Regions from separate parts of the Mus musculus genome. Here region 2 is linked to region 1. Evidence: chromatin contacts called from public HiChIP or PLAC-seq data. All regions are on one chromosome and are shown on one strand. The core of a region is the stretch at or near the end of the contact, and the rest is flanking DNA. Distances in the headings are between cores, read along the strand shown. Region 1 overlaps Trappc12 (trafficking protein particle complex 12). Region 2 overlaps Gm31569 (a long non-coding RNA gene).

The links. HiChIP or PLAC-seq counts read pairs in DNA pulled down with a chosen protein or histone mark.
Region 2: a contact with region 1 is called in an H3K27ac HiChIP or PLAC-seq map of oligodendrocyte precursor cells, with 7 times the contacts expected there. The contact joins two enhancer-like sites. A contact is called at or near these places in 2 of 484 Hi-C or Micro-C datasets (cerebral cortex and embryonic stem cells), 2 of 115 datasets of contacts at active chromatin or transcription factors (astrocytes and oligodendrocyte precursor cells) and 1 of 9 other capture datasets (embryonic stem cells).

Annotation. Positions count from the first base shown.
Region 1 is chr12:28,697,980-28,702,169 of GRCm38.p6, forward strand. Trappc12 (trafficking protein particle complex 12) reads right to left here. Exons shown (of 12, transcript NM_178811.5): 8 at 3,557-3,630. Among named protein-coding and RNA genes, the nearest start is that of Mir6937, 21 kb to the left of the region's middle. Within about 2 kb of position 2,747, at least 94 of the 459 cell types and tissues checked have an H3K27ac peak or open chromatin away from gene starts, as enhancers often do. A contact at or near this core is called in cerebral cortex and oligodendrocyte precursor cells, where this site is marked.
Region 2 is chr12:29,237,925-29,242,259 of GRCm38.p6, forward strand. The region is part of intron 1 of Gm31569 (a long non-coding RNA gene); the gene reads left to right. Among named protein-coding and RNA genes, the nearest start is that of Gm31569, 34 kb to the left of the region's middle. Within about 2 kb of position 2,202, at least 56 of the 459 cell types and tissues checked have an H3K27ac peak or open chromatin away from gene starts, as enhancers often do. A contact at or near this core is called in cerebral cortex and oligodendrocyte precursor cells, where this site is marked.

The DNA.
Region 1 (4,190 bases), core at 1,497-3,996:
GTGAGAGGGTTCAAAGGTCAGCTCCTCCTCCAGCCTCTGTAGCGTGCAGCCGAGCAAACACTGTGGCAAGAGCCGTGCCAAGCACTTGTTTCCTCTCAGTTACAGCTCATGGTGACCAGTCCAAGGCTGGCACTGCTCATTTCCTCCTAACCATAAGATTCTGGGAGGTATTTCACTTCTCTACTCTAAACTTTAAGTTTCCTCTAAACTGGGACTACAGCGACTGAGCTTGCTAATTGGGAGGTTATAGAGACAGACGACAAGGAAAATTCCAGTTTGGCAGGGGTAAAAAAAAAAGAAGACTCTCCAGTCTGGTACCTTCAAGTGCAGCTCGTTAAAACTAATTTTATTCAAGGCCTGATGCTCACAAGGAGCCAGACCACACATGCCTTGATTTCCTCTCCTACCACGTTTGCTGCCTGTCACTGCGGCCCCGCCCAAGGCCAGCCGGCCTTATTTCTCATTGTGCCAGCAGGTGCACGTGGATGTGTGTGTGTGTGCATGCACCATGAGGTGTCAGGGGAGAAGGCAGCCTTTGGGCAGTCAGGGTCATGGCTGAGGGGACACGGACACGCCACCCTGTGCGACTTGAGGGCCTGCTCTCAGGCTGACCAGGGTCTAGCCCATGGCCCCTAAGGTCCATCCTGGTCTCCTCCTCCAACCTGGTACGTACCCTTACGTTTTATTTCACCGAGCAGAGGGCAGGCTGTGCCGAGTCACAGTACTGCATCTGATCACAGGCCATCGTGACCTAGGCTCCACCCTGCTCATGATGCTTCTGATGGACAGCTCATGGAGGGCCAGGGTGCATGGCATGGAGGGTCAGTATGCCTCAGGAGTAAGCCCTGCTAGGATCTTAGATTTTTTTGATTGGCATTGCTGCCTTTCAAACTTGCCCTAGGGTCAAGGGTACATGCTACTGAGAATGGCCCAACAGAAAAGAAACAGGCTATAAATATACCCATTATATATAACTTTTTTGAGACTGAGTCTTACGGTATAGCTCTGTACAGCCTGTAACTAACTATAGAGACTCAGTTGGTCTTGAACTCTCAAGAGATCCATCTGTTTCTGTCTCCCATGTTGGTGTTAAAGGTATGTACCACCAGGTTCAGTTTTGATAGGATTTTACAGTTCTCCTAGGAGGCAGGGTGGATCCACAGGTTTGGGACTGATCCGAAAAAGCAGCAGCAGAGAAGGGGTTGTCAGGCAGGTGCTATCGGCATCAGTGTCAGCATGTGTCAACAAGCCTGGGGGCGGTTAGAGGGAGTGTTCAGGGCTGTCACTGACGGCCACCTAGTTGGCTGTTAGTCAATGAAATCACTCATTCTGGGAACCTGGAGGCCAGCTGACAACAGCTTCTTGTAGTGTGTCCGCTCTACTCTTCTGACTACACTGACCTGCCCTTGAATAGAAATACAAACACTCATATGTGGGCAAAAGCATTCTTGCCTGACTTGCACCTAAAAACTGCATTGGCTGAGAGACTGCTAAATTGTATTAATGGCTGTTCTGTTGCCAACAAAGGCTTTATGTAGTGTTTTCCAAGCAAAGAGGAGGCACCCTGTGTGTGGCAGGCTCTTCCCCACAAAAGAGAAGCCACAATAGTCAATGCTGTGTGGGAGGTATAAGGACGTGAAGCTGAAAACTGTCCAGGTATCTTATGGCTACTGTGAAACCTCAGGATATCACATTTATGAACGAAGGGCTTTGTCTTGCAAGCGGGTGTTCCTGGAAATATATAGTGGGACTCTCAGAACTAGAACATATGAGCAAATTTCTTATCATTAAAAGGCTGATTAATTAGGTCATTGTTAGCTGGCACACAGGCCCCAGCTATGCAGCCCAGCTACTGTGGCAATACTTGTCGTGTCCACTAGATGGCAGCAGACTGCATGTGCTCACATCCACTTTCCTTACAGCATTTCTTTAACTCATGAAAATCAAGATTAAATCAAACTTTTAATTTAAATTACATCCATGGAGAAAGTATTTTTGAGACATGATAATCCGTCCCGTTCAGAACCTTGGGTGACAGGATGTCACAGGCAGACGTTTGGTGCCTGTGCCTACATTGCTGGCGGTGTCACTACTGCAGTAAAACAAAGGAAAGCGTTTTTTGTTACACTATTTTCTAACAGAGTCTCTCAGAAAGGCAAGCTGAGTGCACTGCAGCTGAGCAGCGACTTCCTCCCTGAGCATCTTCAGCCTGTGGCTGGGCACCACCAGTGCTGCAAGCCTAAGAAGGCAACCAAGGCTCAGAGACTTCAGGAGACTGGAGGCTCCCGGTGCCTTCTCAGGCTGCTACAGGCCACAGCAGTGAGGAGAGGCAGGCCTCACAGGGGGCGGTGGGACAGAAGGAAGCAGGCCCCTCCTTGGCTGAGGGCTGCAGCCCATGGGGAGGTGGGGGAGGCTCTGCAATGATGTCACCAGGGAGGTGGATGTGGGAAGATACCAGGAACAAAGTGGCCCTGTGGCAACAGACCATGTGCAAATATCTCACACAGAACTTCTAAAAGCTGTAATGTGTTCAAGAGTCGGAAAGAGCTGTGAGGACAGCTGGAGAGGTTTTAGGAAACCCATTCTTCTGTGTCAAGGTCACCTACTACAAGAGCCTGTCTACACCCAATGTCACACGTCACCTGTCTGCAGAGGTGCAGAGGAAACACACTGTCCTATGGCTGGGCTGTGGTCACAGACTTTCCTGCCAGGTCCAAGGAGCTGGCCACGTGGAGGGCTGCCAGTCGCTCTAAAGCGAGGAGCACGCTCTTCCCCTTGGTAACCTGCCCGCTGGCGGCCGCTCAGTCAGAGCAGGACGACCTTGGCTGAGGATGAGCTGATGAGCCGTCTCACCACAGCTCGGAAGGTGTTAACAGCGCTGCTCTGGGCGTCTGCTGCTGACAGATTCCGTGGCGGCTTCAGTGCCTGCCTGCAGCTGGCAGCAAGGCCGCCAGCTCTGTGGCAGGCCACCCGTGCCCAGGGCGGGAGGCAAGCCAGGCATGGGATGTATTTGAAATGAGAGAGAAGCTGAAAACCCGCTGGCAGGGCCCACGTGGAGAATGGACTGGAAATTCAGTGACTGACAGCCCGGCAGAGCTCCCCGAGTCACACTGGCTCCTCAGGTGCACAGCTCGGGGTGAGGTCCTCACAAGAGGGTCTGGTGGGAAAGACTGCCTTCAGATGTCAAATCCATCAATCATTAAAAAATGACCCTCACAGTAAAACAATCAGAACAAAGGTGAGATTTTCTGGATGGAGTTCAGAGGAAAACGCCCATTTTCGGGCGGAGTGAGCAGTTTTAATTAGACTGTTTAGACCTAGGCCCGTGCAATTAAATTCAGCAATATAAACTGTTTTCTGTGGAAATTTTACAACGACAAGTTAGGCCCCCAAGTGTGAGTGAACTCTACTGAGCAATCTAGGCCACACTGAAGACTGCTGAGGCCCACGGCTCACTTCCTTGTCAGGCCTATTGGAACACGCAGCACTTCCTTGCAGCCTCTAGCTGACACTGTCTGCTAGAACAAGGTGCTCTACAGCTCAGCCGCCCACATACCTTCATCAGGAGCAGACAGTTTGCCATGGAGTACAGCACACGGCCCAGACGAGACCTCCACAGCTGAACAGAGGCTGCGGGAGAGAGAGGCGTGAGTGTGCACAAGCAAGTGTGCTCCTGCGAGCTGGCAACTGCTACACTCTGGGTGCTGACACAAAGCCCCCCGCCTCCCCGCCTAACCTTACCAGGCCTCCCCAAGAACCGGAGACAGAGGACAGTGTTCTCAGTGGGATGCCCAGAGTGGGCTCCCATAAGAGACCATCTGCACAGATGCAGCAAGAAATATAGCCCAGCTCAAGCAGTCATCAGGAGCTCACTTCTAAGCCACAATCCTAAACCTGTGAACACGTCTGATGCAGAGACAGCATCTGCTGCCCAGGGCAGAAGCTGACCCATGCACATCGCCTGCTCGTGTCCAGCGGCTGCGGAGAACCCCGGGCCTGGTGGCAGTTTTAGTCCCTACAACCTGGAACTGACCACTTCCCTAGGCCTTTAGTTTCAGATTGGAACAACGCTGGTCTGCCTTTTTCACAGGCTTTACTGAGGATGGACACCAGAAGTGGCCATAAAAGCGCTCCATGAGAGGACAGGATAAGTCCAGTACCCACCGCTATGGATGCAGTAGACCGTGAAC
Region 2 (4,335 bases), core at 952-3,451, 540 kb after region 1:
GGGATGAATGCTGGATAAGACTCCCGGATCACAAGGGAGAGAACTTTCCAGGCCACATCGGGAGGGGAAGGTCACAGCCCGTTGCAGTAAAAAGCCTGAGTCTGGGATTCTTTCCTGGCTCTGAATTGCAGGTTGTTCTTCAAAGAGAAGCACAGGCCTGAGGCTTATACCCGAGGCTGCTCAGACATCTGCAAGGAGACTGTGGAGATGTGCCCTCTGCTCTCTGGCTTATATACCATTACCTCTCCCTTGTATGTTACCTGTGGGGGAAAGGCATTGGTGGGAGAGGTCACTGAAGGTCAGGAGACCATTGGCAGGATTATTGTTAGAACTTCCCTTTGGAATGCTAACTGTGGATTCTGAACTAAGTTAATATGGGCTTTGCTATTCACAGAGAGACACTATTCTGCTACCAATATTAGAAACGAGATCACCTAACATATATGAATATTTTCTTTGTTAATTATAACAATCCATAGTATAAAAAGGAACTGATGAGACCATGCTCCTTCAAGAAACTCACAGCCAGGTGAAGGCTTTCTAGCCGTACCTGCAACCACTGGACATGCCCAAGGAAATGCTTAGAATGATCTGAGTAAGGGCATCATGATGATGTCATATGCCAGTCACCCTCCAAGTCACAATGGGCTTTAAGATGGAAGAAAATGGGATTGGGATCCACAGGCTGAGCTGTGCTCCTTTGTGCTCTCAGGGATCTCAGGTTAGATTCTGGTCATGTCCTCAGATTTCAGCAGTGCCTCTTTCTATGATACATGTGTGTTGGTGCACAGGACACAATGGCTGCTTCTCCCTCCCCCTTCCCATGTGAACAAGAGGTGCGTGTCTCTAGCAAAGAAAAGCAAGAAGCCAAAACATGAAAGGTCTCTGTCTCAAAGCAGCTAGTGAGATTTCCTGTGTTGTTTACTTTGTAGAAGATAAGGCCCCAAGTGGCCCACATAACATGAGTTCCCTGCCAGCCAAGGGGAGGGAATGTGCCCGGAGAAAGGACAGAGCTTGGCCTCCGTGAGTCTTTCTCCAGAGGTTGTGCCCTTGTAACCCCAGGGACCAGTAAGTAATTAATTAAAGAGAGCCTGATTCCTACAGGCACGTATTGTCCTGGAGAAGGAAAGGTAGGACCCCCGCCTGTGGCTAGGCGTGCTGGTTTTCCTTTTTTTCTAATAAGCAGAATTCTTTTTAAAAGAAAAAGCAGCAGTCTGAGCCAGTGAGCTTCTACTAATTCTGCTAACAGTGATTTTTTTTTAAATGTGGTGTTCTCTGAGCCTGATGTTCTAGCCTTGATGTTTGCATATGAAATCAGGTGTACACCTCAAAGTGATGGGCTGTTCCATCAGTGATATAGCTCTTGGGTGAATCGGCGTCATCTGGACAAACTCTGTTGCGCCTCTGTTTAAACATCTCTTAAATGGACTTGGCCGTGAGCTCCCAATGTGCCCCAAGCTGTGTCTCTGTGACAGAGATTTTGGGACAGAGTAGGTTTGTTTCATAAACCATCCAAGTTGTTTCCCTTAAAGACTTCTGCATCTTGCTGCCCCAACCCTTGTCACCTGACCCAGCGGGTGTGTGCCCAGGGCCCCTCAGTCATGATGGTCCTCTGTGCAGTCCTACAGAAAACTTCCTGCCCTCTCCTGGCTGGTATATACTATATGGCATTTGGTTTGCCCTTGTTTCTTGGGATAGGTGATTAGAGGACTCCAGATGGCTGCCAGGACTGCTGTACCATCCATTCTGTCTCCAGCTCTGGGCTGGGCTGGCCTAGCATCCTGGCATTTAATAATGCAGAGGCCTTTACCTATTAATTATTAACCATCCTTTCTGCATTTCTAAGGACAGAAAGGAGATGGGTTTTAAGACGGAAGAGAATGGGACTGGGATCCACAGACAGAGCTGTCTTCCTTTGCACTCTGGGATCTCCGGGTTGAATTCTGGCCATGCCCTCAGATTTCGGCAGCACCTCTTTCTGGGATACATGTGTGCTTGTGCGCAGGGCGCAAGGGCTGCTGCATCCTCCCCCCCCCCCCACCATGTGAACAGGAGGTGTGCATCTCTAGCAAGGAGAAGCTGAGAGCTAAAACATGAAAGGCCTCTCTTGTCTCAAAGCAGCTAGTGAGACTTCCCGAGCTGTTTACTCTGTAGAAGATAAGGCCCCACGTGGCCCAGATCCATGAGTTCCCTGTCAGCTGTGGGGTGGGAACGTGCTCTCCCTGCTAATTGCAACAGCATCTGTGGCTTTACAGCATGCCCACTGCTCTTGCTAGGTTGCTGCCTCTGATGCCAGCTAGAGATTTCACATTCACAGGGCCTTGTGCCACGGCAGCTGAGGGGCCATCTCAGGTTGCTTAGTTCCTTTCTTTCCTCCAATCCGGCCCTGGCACTGGGCAGCTGCTCATGACCATTGAGACCTGCAGAAGCAGGGAAGGTTGTTGGGAGTCACCCCCACACTGGCATATTCAATACCCCTTCCCTGATTCATTCTCTGTCTCCCCTTACCTGGCAGAGGCTCCACTGCTCCTGAGTAGCATAATATAGCAATAAAAGAAGGTGGAGAATATACGGTTTCCTCGGGTTTTCACTCAAGTACTGAGTGGGGTAGGCATCAGTGTCAACATGTCTGTGTTTGCCTTCAGTGCAGTGGTGCTTGAGGCTGGCTTTCTACAGGCAGATGGGGTTCAGTCACCCGAACGACCTACATTCTGTTGAAGTCTGTGGTCACTTACTTGAGTGGCCACCTTTACTGTCTATGAATCAGTCCGACCTTTCTAATGATGAGCTCAGAGGCACCAATAATGTGTAGGTGTCTCATTAAGGAGAAGATGGTAAGAAGCAATTCTCTTTGGTGCAATTTCACTAACAATGGGCTTGGATTTGCAATTTCTACTTCTCTCTCCCTATGTCTTCTGTAATTTTCTTTCTGGGGTGTGAGTCTGGGTCCGTGCCTGTCTGCATGCTGTCTTGTGGATCTGTCTGTCTCCATCCCCAACAAAGGACTTTGTCCTCTCTTTATCGAACAAGACAGAGAGCATCACATGCAGAGGGAAGGATATGTTACAAAAATCTTTAACAGGTTTTTTTTTTCAAGAAATTAAATCACTGACTCCAACTGACCTAGATAAACTAACAAATGCTATCAAGCAATAGCCATATGTTGTCTTGAGGGTACTCACTTTATATGGCTCCGTTTAACTCATTTTCTGCTGTCCACACATGCAATACTTGTGGTTATAGAGTATGGGAGGATATATATATATTCAGATTTCAACTATTTATTAACTTAGGTCATAAACATTAATGTAAAAAACCCAAGGAAATTAAGGCAGTTGCTATGTTGTTCTCTTAAAGGCAGGTTAAACTAACTAGCTAATCGCACACAGTAGGATAGCAGTCTACAGTAGCCACTAAGTGTATTATCAACTCTCTCTGTGAGGTCTAGCAAGAGTTTCAGTCTCTCAGAATGAAAGAGGTATTGTCATACTAAATGTGTGGTCACACCTACCTAACCTGTTCTTCCTTTTGTGTCACCCAAGACTTCCTGTCCTCCTTCTCGGGTCCGAACCTCAACTCCTACTCAGTTTCTTCCTAGAATCACATGGACAATGATTTAGAGCAAGGTGGTATCACTAAACTCTGTTCCCTTTTCTATCCAGTAGTCTTCAACCAGCTCAGGACATTGCCTTTTGCTAGAGGGCTGGAGGGGCAGCCCCCTTGGAGGATGCTTCTGTTACTGTTGGCTCAAGTCCATTACAGATGCACGAGGTTTATGTGCCTGTCCATTGCTCCAGGATGGGACATGAACCCCTAGCAGTGTGTGTGGGTTCTTGGTACCTGGTGGTACTTAGGTCCTGTACTTGATCATCTTCACCAAGCTCTGCCCTCACACCCCTCCATCACTAGTTCAGACATAGACTCCTACCCGCCCGTGGCTTTCCCAAGGGTCCTCATGTGGGCTCAGCATACCAATTTCACCCAACTACTCAAAGGTTATGATTTTAGAGAAGGTTGTCTCAACCCTTTGATTCTGCTGGCTTTGCCTTTCTCTTTCTCCACAATCCTCCCAAGGTCTTGTGCTGCCTCTAGAAGCTCTGGCTTTTCCTATCTGCGACTGAGAAAACTGCAGTCTGGATCTGTGTGCTCAGGGTGGGGGTGGAGGGTGGGGTCTGCTAGCCTGGACCTTGGTCTCCCCTTCTAGTCTGTAATCTGTACCAATCCTCTGAAGGACTGTGTGCCTCAGATGGATTGTGTGGCTCTGATGGTCAAGATACTATTTACCTAAGTCTGATCCCTGGTGAACATGACTCAGTTCACTAACATGTGACTGTA